Linked DNA regions of Lactuca sativa: region 1 is linked to region 2. Evidence: chromatin contacts called from public Hi-C data. All regions are on one chromosome and are shown on one strand. The core of a region is the stretch at or near the end of the contact, and the rest is flanking DNA. Distances in the headings are between cores, read along the strand shown. Region 1 holds the start of LOC111897285 (COP1-interacting protein 7). Region 2 holds the start of LOC111897274 (ureidoglycolate hydrolase).

The links. Hi-C and Micro-C count contacts between places; a contact is called where the count stands out from the background.
Region 1: a contact with region 2 is called in a Hi-C map of seed, with 5 times the contacts expected there. The contact joins the promoter of LOC111897285 here to the promoter of LOC111897274 in region 2. A contact is called at or near these places in 2 of 4 Hi-C or Micro-C datasets (leaf and seed).

The regions. Positions count from the first base shown.
Region 1 is chr5:186,738,268-186,743,539 of Lsat_Salinas_v11, forward strand. LOC111897285 (COP1-interacting protein 7) reads left to right here and starts at 3,437. Exons shown (of 12, transcript XM_023893249.3): 1 at 3,437-3,783; 2 at 4,142-4,321; 3 at 4,450-4,561; 4 at 4,644-4,742; 5 at 4,833-4,882; 6 at 5,003-5,155; 7 at 5,245-5,272. The coding sequence starts at 3,725.
Region 2 is chr5:186,006,935-186,012,328 of Lsat_Salinas_v11, forward strand. It overlaps LOC111897274 (ureidoglycolate hydrolase), which reads left to right and starts at 1,956. Exons shown (of 11, transcript XM_023893236.3): 1 at 1,956-2,386; 2 at 2,598-2,683; 3 at 2,913-2,987; 4 at 3,114-3,242; 5 at 3,330-3,416; 6 at 3,515-3,817; 7 at 3,901-3,992; 8 at 4,074-4,136; 9 at 4,211-4,451; 10 at 4,534-4,574; 11 at 4,755-4,983. The coding sequence starts at 2,198. The coding sequence ends at 4,852. It overlaps LOC111897182, which reads right to left and starts at 231. Exons shown (of 10, transcript XM_023893135.3): 1 at 15-231.

The DNA.
Region 1 (5,272 bases), core at 2,187-4,686, 730 kb after region 2:
ATGTGATAAATGGCATTGGGCTGGTGGTGGAGGAAATTCCTTTTCGATAAAGGTTATTCGATTAGTTATTGATGCTTCGAGGGGTAGTATGGTTACGCCCGTCATTGGAGTGAACTGGATCCCGCTAAAAGTCACCTGTTTTGCTTGGAAGATGCTTAAAAATAGAATTCCCACCTTAATCAATCTTTCCAAGAGGGGGGGGTACCGTTTCTTCAACTCTCTATCATTTTATCACTCGATGGATGAAGATTTAGACCATGTTTTTTTCTCCTGTCATGCTGCATCGTAAGTTTGGAGTTGGTTGGCCAATTGGTCTTCCATACTTCTTAATATACTCCTGAATTGCTTGGAGTTGTTGGAGATGATAAACTCGACTACTGGAAGTAAAAAGATGAAAAAATTGTGGCTCTCTCTTGTTTACACTACCTTATGGACTATCTAGAAGACCTAGAATGCCATTATTTTTCGTAACAAACGGCGAACTATCATGATCATGGCGGACGACATTAGTGCTCTTACTTTTAACTGAATTAATAATATATCTGGGTTGTGTTTGACGTGCTACAACTAGCTTATTTTTCGAGCTTTTTTAAGTTGTCATGTTTGGCAAACCAAAAAGTAGTTTATAAGTTAGTTTTTTAAAAAGCTACTTAGACTAGCTTTTTAGGAGTTTTTTTATTTTAATTTCCAAATATAACCCTTAATTAGTTATAAAAATACAATTTTTTAATGTCATTTTATGTCATTTCATATTTTTCAGTTGACTTTTCAACTAGTTTTATCAGACGTTATTTTTTATCTGCTACTTTTCAGCTATCAACTAGTTTTTTATTTAACAACTAGTTTTTTAGTTAATACGTCAAAAATAAACTAATCTTTATAAAATAGATTGGGCTAGCTGGAGCATGTCTCCCATCTCAGAGTGTTTTTTTTGTAACATGGTTCGAGCTTCTCATTTAGCCGTCTTTTCTTTTTAATAATATTATTTGTCGTTCAAGGAAAAAAACTTAACTTTTCATCTTAATCGAATTCGCGTTTAATGATCAGTAAACATTTGAAATATTTATATTTGTAGGATTTTCTTTAAAGATTATAGTCAACTTTTATAATTAAAAAGAAAACAATATTTGAAAAAGGAAAAATATTGTTTTTTTGTGAGACCGAGATGCATGTAGGAATTCAATTTGACCGTTGGGTAGATTTTGTCTCGACAAATACCCCAGCTGTCATGTTTTTTTGTGGCCCAAGCACACAAAATTCGGCCCCGGCGCAGTTTAGCACCAACCGACTGACATTCATGTACTTCACATTTTTTTTATATAAATTAAGCATTATCTGATTTTATTTGCCATATTTTATTAAAAAATCACAGCAATATTCAAATATAAACTTTGTTTCGTAAAATATAAATTTAAGAAGTTCATCTAATTTGTGAAAGTATTTTTACGGGAGGAAATTCCTCCCCTTAATAATTTGACAAATTGTATAATTTGAATACATTTTAGATTATATCCAAAAAAAAAATTCCCAATTTGTTCTTTTAAAGAACATCTTATGCAAATTTATTTTCACATTTTTAATAAAATCTCTTAATTATGCTTATTAAATATAACTACAATTTATATAAATTATTCATAATACCACATTTGTTAAAAACAAGTCTCTTTGTAGCCACAACCTGGTGGGTGAGGTTGGTGCTTCATAAAAATTATGTTCATTAGCAAACCGACATTTTATTATAAAATAGTTTTTTTTTATTCACTTGTAGTACGATCAACCATTTTAGTTTTTATTAATTTATTATCAATCCGAAATAATCCAATTTTTAACAACGAATAGTTTTATGAGTTATATAATGTTAAATTCTATTTGAAGAAAACATAATCAGAAATTTGGGGTATTATTATTATTATTATTATTAATAAGATAACAAGATATCATTTTTGTTTTATTGAAAATGGTTAAAACTTACAAAAAAAAAACTAAATTTCCTATAATAATAAAATAATAATTATTAGTATCTTTGTCAGTTTTTCGTGATATACATTTTTTTTTCAAATGCTCTATAAAATAATACTTCATATTTTTCCATCATTTTTTAGTTTTTAAAATATATTGATATTGATAATAAGTTAGACAATTATTTATTTGATTTCTAATTTTTAAAAGAAATTTAAATTCGTATATAATAAGTTTCGTTTATAATTGTCGATAATTAATTATATTTCTATATTAAAAATTCAATAAAATCATGTTTAATTAATAATTTATTTAAAATAATTAATTAATAATTATAAATTTTACTACAAAATTTAATTATTTTTATAATTATAGTTTCCATGTAATATAAACTGATCATGTAATTGACCATTATTTTCTAATTTTTCTTTTGTTATATATGTACACTACGGATTACTAATGCACATAGCAGTATAGTTTTTTGTCGCATTAGAAAAAATAACATAAAATCTTTTAATGTAAAATTAGAGATTCTTATTATCATCTTTTTGTTAAAAGGATTTGTGCAGTAAAACCCAAAACTCTTCTGATATCACAACTTCCCATAAAAAAGTTTGGCGCATAATGTCAACCACGTGTCGGCTTCTGTAATTTTATATCCTGCTCCCTTTTCTTTGTTTGTTCACCACCGTTGCCCCCTTTACTTTTAGTCAAATGTCATAAAAGTCCCCCGTCCATTATAGTCAATCAATCTTTCTAGAAATCATTTTGGTTTAAAATTTAAATTAGATTTAAAAATTATCTAATTTAAACCAAATCGTTGGGCTGTTCATTTTTTTATGATGTAATAAGTTGACGTATATTATTATTATTATTCTTTTGCTAATATAATAGAAAAAGTTATGTATTGTGTTTTACAATGTATTTTTCATTTTCTTTTGAAAAAATCTTAATATTTTATTTTTATTTTTTCGATAAAACCTTCCACTTTTTATTTTTTTCTGAAAAATTCAAAACTTTTTGTTTAAAAATCCTCATATTAAACAGGCTTTTTTGAAGGAAAAAAAAACTAAAATGATCAAATAAAAAAAATTAAAAAACACAATTCTGATATTAGTCTTTTAACTTTTCTGGTAATTTATACTCTTTCCGTCCCAAATTAATTGACTATTTTTATTTTTGAAATATTTTTCTTTAACTTTGATCTTAAATATTTTTATTTGTGTTAAATAGTATTTGATGAAACTTATAACAATAAAAAAAATTTAAAATACAATTCATTCATATATTTTGCATCAAGTATTATATATCAAAAAGAAAAATATTTGAGATTAAAGTTAAAAAATAAATACTTTGAAAAGTCAAATATAGATAATTAATTTGGGAGTATTTTTTAATATTCAGTCAAATTTGATATATTGAGGGTTCTTACTGGAGAATACGCCAACATATAGGGGGGTGTAGGTATAACGTTTTGCAGGAAGCAGTCGAGAGAGAAAAAAAAAAAAGGCACTTTGGATGCTCTCCGGTCTCTCTCTCTCTTTCTTTCTCAATGCAGCAGCCATTAAAGGATCTTTTAAGTTTCTGCTTTAGCTCTGCAACAGTAGCTCGCTCATCAAACTTCAATTCGACTTTCTGCTTCTTTTTTCTTATCAGATTTGTCCAAATGTTGATTTGAATGTCTCAAAATATTGACAATTACAAGGTCCAGAAAAGATCGATGTCTACAGCTTTTCTTTCTATCTGATCGGATTTTCAAGCAAAAATGAAGTCGAAGACTCGTTTGGACTCCGCCGTATTTCAACTCACGCCAACAAGAACAAGGTAAGTTTGTACGCGTTTTTTGGTTATTGTATGTGCTAAGCTCCGAACTGCACTTTGTCCTGTGGCTGTACTTCATATATGTTAACATTTAATTCCGTGATGTTCGAGTGTTACTTCTGTTAGAACTTATTCCACAGGCATTTGACCTACTATGAATGTGGACAAATTTGTGTGATGTATGCTCGATTTATCATTGTTATTTATTTCGTCACTGTTGAAGCATTTAAAACCTAGAAAACAAATAAGCAGATACCATCATCCAATGCAATAGAAGGATAGTTTAGCATGAGTATCAAAAGGATTGAGAAATGCTCGCATTGAAATTTGAATTTAAACGTTACTCCTGCAAAACTACCAGGTGTGATTTATACATCATCGCAAATGATAAGAAAGAGAAGATCGCTTCTGGTTTGCTGAACCCTTTTATTGCGCACCTAAAGACAGCTCAGGATCAGATTGCAGAAGGTGGTTATTCAGTTTTGCTTCAACCAGAATCTGGCAGTAATGCAACATGGTTTACAAAGTGTACAGTTGAAAGGTCTGTATTATTTATTCTTGGTTCTTTAATGTTTTTTGCATTAGTCATTTTGGTAAAAACCTATTAAAACTAGTAGAGAAGATTGAAGAAAAGGAAAAAAGATAACCTAATATCTTTGTTGATTATAGTTTTGTTCGCTTTGTGAGCACCCCGGAGATTCTTGAACGTGTCTACACTATAGAATCTGAAATCCTACAGATAGAAGAAGCAATTGCCATTCAAGGAAACAATGATATTATGGTGAGCCTTATGACCATATATACATTTAACTATATCATATTTCGGAATTATTTGTTCTTAATTCAAGCTTTCATCATTGCAGATAGAAGACCAACATGTAAAGCCTCTAGCAATGTCAGTCAATGAAGGTAACAAACCTGGACATGATACTGATGAGGATAAGGCAATTGTCCTTTATAAGGTAACAAACAAATCACCAATGTACTCATTTTCTCATGTATCTTATCATTTTTTTTATTAACTACCTTTTTCCTTTTTCCCCTTTTGGCAGCCTGGTGTTCAGGAGACTAGCAGTTCCAGTGGCAAGGAGGGAAATTCAAAGTATTGGTGCTTCCTTTCTTGAATTGATTCAGTGTGAAAACCGAATACTTCCCAATTTATATATAAAAACAGGATTATATGTAAAACTACTAAATTCTTATTCACATGTATAACATTCAGAGTCCAGCTCTTAAATGTTCTTGAGACACGCAAAACAGTGCTGAAGAAAGAACAAGGCATGGCTTTTGCACGTGCTGTAGCTGCTGGATTTGAAATTGACCATGTGGCAAATTTGTTATCTTTTGCTGAATGTTTCGGTGCATCACGTCTAATGTAAGTAGATTATATTTTTAACATTTTTTTTTTAAAAAATTGACAACCTGGCAGATTCTTTTGACTTTTTTTTGGTTCATATACAATAGGAGTGCTTGTTTGAGGTACATGGATTTA
Region 2 (5,394 bases), core at 706-3,205:
CAAACACAACTTACCTGACAAAAATTCATGGTTATTCTTGATCGTCGGCGGCGTAGCGGAGCAGCAGCGGTGGAGGATCTGTCGTGAGGCGATGAACTGCACGAGGAGATTGTCAGAAGCAGAGACGCAGAGAGGAGGCAGCGGCTATGTTAGTGGGGTCGTACCGTCGGAATCCGTAGGTTCCCCTTGCAATGTCCCTTCCGAACTCAAACTCTTATTTGAGGAAATATGTTTTAAATACTTTTTTTTTTTTTTTGAACTGCGGACTATATTAAAGCGCAAAAAAAAAAAAAGAAAGAGAAACATTACAAAAAAACAGTTTAGAACAGGATTTTAAAATAGTTTGAAAATAATTTAATTATATTAATACTATTATTATAGTAAAGTTGATATATAAAATCCAGAATATTTTAAAGCATTTATGATATCTAATTATAATCATATCATTTAATTATATGTCGTGCGAATAAAAAGTAAATATGTCATTGATGCAGTGTTACATTTAACGTTATAGTTAATACATAAATTACTTATTTTGATATTTTTTTTTAAATTTCCATCTTGATAATTATTTAAAAAGATTTTTAAAGTTCTAAAAAGTTCGTCGTGGTGTGTCATGGCTCCAAAGTTTGTATTTGTCGCTAAGTGTTAATAAAATGTTATCCATTTTACCTTTTTTTTTATATAGAGATTGAAGCATCCATGGATGAAAAAGAAGGTAAATGAATGGAAAGAAGCCGATTACATTTTAATTGTTTTTTTTTCATAGATTATTTGTTTTGCTATAATGATAATTGGCTTGGTACATGGTTATTATTATTTTTGTACAATGATATTTTGATTATTATTATTTTGGTATTGATGATATTTTAATTATTATTATTTTTCGTACAATGATATTTATTGTCATGCTCTTTTTAGCAAGTGACGACTGTTTTATGATTGAAAGTAAAAGAAATAATAAAAAAGAGTTAACTCATTTTTTTGATAAAATAATAGTCATTTTATAACATGAATGTGATGTATGGTAAAAGTTGTCCAACAAATAATAAAATAGTCCAACAAGTTATATGAAGCCCAACAAATGTTCTAATTCAGTACAAGGACTGAAGCTTGGTTTGGGACCCAAAACCGACATACCCGAAACCGGAAGTGGCACAACCTAAACCCATCGATCAAGGTAATTCAAGAATTTCAGGTTTTTGGTCTTCAGGTCGATTCGGTCTAGGTCCAACCCGTTGCCCATACCAAGTTAGAGCCCACTTTGAAGGAACGCTTATAAAGTGTTGGACGCATAACGTGGCCTAGATTGACTTAGTTAATTTACCGGTTGTCATATCACCGTCTTTCACACCATCACCAAAGCATTTTTCACATGTTTATAACCAACTACAATACGATCACGAGATAAATCTCTCATCACCAACATCACAAACATCATTAGCATCAAAGACATGAGCACCACCATAGAATCGGCAAACATTTATTGCATTAGAGGCATGCCCACCACCACAAACCCGACAAGCATTTATTGCTACCAACAACAGAGTTAGAAACACCAACAAATGACACAATCATAAAGAAGTTCAAGTCTCCCATCACGGATCTTTTTATTTCATTTTATAAGGCATTGAGATAACATGCCAGTTAACACAAAAAGGGAAAATTACATGTTGCATGAAAATTACGAGGTAAAATCGACCAAAAAAGAAAGAACGGTGTGAAACCCTAAAACTTTATAAACCTCAATGTTTTCTTGTAAATTTTTCGAAGGGAAACGAAGAGATCGAAAAAAAAAATATAATAAAAATAAAATAATAAAAAAATATCACTTCCATCAAATATATCAAATACATTAAAGAATCCCATCATCCCTATCAATTTTCAGTACAATTATTTTTTCTTCTTTGAATGTTAACTTCGTTTGGCTCACAGTTTCAATAGAATTATTTTTTTTCTTTGAATGTTAACTTCTTTTGGTTCACATGGTCACCTAGGAAATTTAAATGGAGATATTTTATTGAAGAAAATACCAGCTTTTAGAGGCAAAGTTGTTTGTCCTTTGTCATCATCTGCTCCACATGCGATAAACCCCTTTGATTAATGGAGTCGGATTCATCTCTCCACTCCGTGACTAAATTATTCACTCTAAACTCATCAAAATTCTAAACCCAACAATCCCAATCGAACAAGGATAATGATGGTTTTCAGATTCCGTCTCATGCTCTATGTTCTTTTCGTTACCTTCATCGCTTGCGTACAAGCTCAAAATGTTGATGAAATGGACTCAACAATCAAAACAATGGAGGAATTCTCCGGTTATCCACTTCATGAAATTGACTCCGTCTCTTCCTTCGCGGTGGATTCTGTAAATCTTCAGAAACAGGTGGTGTATCATTCAGTTTCATAATCCAGTCGTTTTCTGCTTCTATTCATCATAGATATTTTACTTATGCCGAACTGAATTCGTAGTAGTAGTAGCAGTAGGAATGATAATCGTTCTTTTCAAGCATCAACTGCACTCCGCATCCCAGTAAACTCCAAATTCGAGTTTTGATGATCAAATGAGTTACTTATATTGTTAAAATTGAAAACAGATCGATGAACTTTCGAGTTTCTCGGATTCACCAGCCCCTTCAGTAACAAGGATCTTGTACAGCGAAAATGATGTACTGGCTAGAAGGTATGTAATCGATTATGATCATTAGAATTACGCCTTAAAAACGATAATCGCCCTATGGAATTGTTCATGATCTTCTTATGAAATTAGTTATAGTTTTGATTGAAAAGGAACATCTTCTATATTCTATAATGATCAATCTATATATTAACTGCAAAAAAGTGGTTAGTCTGTTGAAGAAACACAAATCTGTTTATTTTTTCTTGAATCTTTTTTGTCAATTTCCATTTAGGTTCATCAAGAAGTTGATGAAAGAAGCTGGTCTTTCTGTGAGAGAAGATGCTGTTGGCAATATATTTGGTCAGTGGTGAGTTTATTTGTATGCCTTAAACAATATCTTGTACTACTTTTAGTTTATAACATAGAAATATTTTGTACTAAAGTGAACCTCTGAAAGTTGACTTTTGATCTTGTTTGATTCTATACACTACAGGGAAGGGAGTGAACCAGATCTATCTGCTGTTTCAACAGGATCTCACATCGATGCTATTCCATATTCTGGGAAATATGATGGGGTAGTTGGTGTATTGGGTGCCATTGAAGCCATTAATGTACTAAAGAGGTGTTTAAATCTTTTGAGTTTATTGCACTTTTTGTGTTTTTTTTGTCACCTAAAGTCTTGTTTTATCTTGATGTTTGGAATTTACAGATATGGATTTAAGCCTAAAAGGTCTTTAGAAGTAATCATGTTTACCTCAGAAGAGCCTACAAGATATGGCATCAGTTGTTTAGGAAGGTTTGTACTTTTTAGCAAGTTTGATTATAGAATGAAAGATAATTCAGTAATTAATCTCTATTTTTCTTGTGAGATACTTATCTGATTTTTTTTTTCAGCCGATTATTAGCTGGAAGTGTCTCACTTGCTACAGCTCTTAAGCAGACTGTAGATAATCAGAATATTTCCTTCATGGAAGCTGCAAAATCTGCTGGATATGCAGAAAACAATGACTTTTCCACTGTGTTTTTAGATGATAAAAGATATTCAGCTTTTGTAGAACTTCATATAGAACAAGGACCTATTTTGGAAAATGAAGGAATTTCTATTGGTATTGTGACTGCTATTGCTGCTCCTGCAAGTATTAAAGTTGATTTTGGAGGAAATGGAGGTCATGCTGGAGCTGCTTTAATGCCTCAAAGGTAATAAAATAAACAATTCTTTAGAACTTTTGTTTTTATTATTATTATGACATATTTGAGTCTTATACACAATTTTGGAAAAGAAATGATGCAGGTTTGGCTGCTGCTGAGCTGGCACTAGCTGTGGAAAAACATGTTCTTGAATCTGGATCCATAGACACTGTTGGAACTGTTGGTAATCTTTTTTTTTTCAAAATCACTTTCATTATCATTTATCCTTAAAAGTTAAAATGATGTTTTTGTATTATCTTTGAAGGTATACTGGAGTTGCATCCTGGAGCAATCAACAGCATCCCTAGCAAAGCACACATGGAAATAGGTGCACTTATTATTATTCAAAAACTAATAAGAAACTTAAAGTATTGGTAAAATAAATTTATAATCTGTGTTCAGATACACGAGACATTGATGAAAAGCGAAGAAATAATGTGATTGAAAAAATCCATGAATCTGCTGCGATGATATCGAAAAGGAGAGGTGTTGAGCTTTTAGGGTTTAAAATTGTGAACCAAGATCCACCTGCTCTTTCAAATGAGTTGGTGATTAAAGCAATGGAATCAGCTACTCAAGTCTTGAATTTGAGTAGTAAGAAGATGATTAGTAGAGCTTATCATGATTCACTCTTTATGGCCAGGTATCTCTTTTTAACTTATTCTTTTATATTTTCAATTTTCAAATTTTAGAAAAAAAAAAACAATTATATATTTTGATTGCAGAAAAGCACCCATGGGCATGATATTCATTCCATGTTATAAAGGTACACTCCCTTGTCGATATCTTTATACACTGTGTTTGACATGCATTGGACCAGTGCCAGTTGAAAAAATTGTGGAATTGGTGGTGGTGGATAAAATTTAAAAGAAGGAAGGGTAATATAGGAAATATGGGAATATTGTTGTTATTGTTAGAATTTGAAGTTTTATTATTAATATTGCAGGGTATAGTCATAAACCTGAGGAGTATGCGTCCCCTGGAGATATAGAAAATGGGGTGAAGGTATTGGCACTCACACTTGCCAACTTATCCTCCAACTGATACATATGCTTGGAGTACAACGATGTCGTTTTACTGATTTCTCTTTCTCATCAAAAAATATGGAATGAAGAAAACCATGTGTATAAAACTAAAACAGCTTTTTTTCTTTAATTCCAACTTATTTAGTGCAACCTTAAAATTCCATTATATAATTATTTAACAGGCCAATTTAGGAACACAAGCATATTTACATAAATGGTCTATGTTTAATGGAAATATTATACAAGTGGTCTTATGTGTGCATATTTACACATGGCTCCTGCTTAATGAAATATTGCATAATTGGTCTTTGTGCTATATTAAATTACAAAAATGGTCTCTTTCTAATACCAAATTTAGAGAAATGGTCCCTGTTTTCCACAAAGTTACAAAAACGGTCCCTTCCCAACAGCGAATTTATAGAAATTGTCCATTTGTTTCACAAAGATACAGAAATAATCCCTATGTTTCACAAATTTATAGAATTTGTCCTTGTTTAATAGTAAAATTACAGCAATGGTCCCTTTGCTACACAAATTTACAGAAAAAGGTACTACCTAATA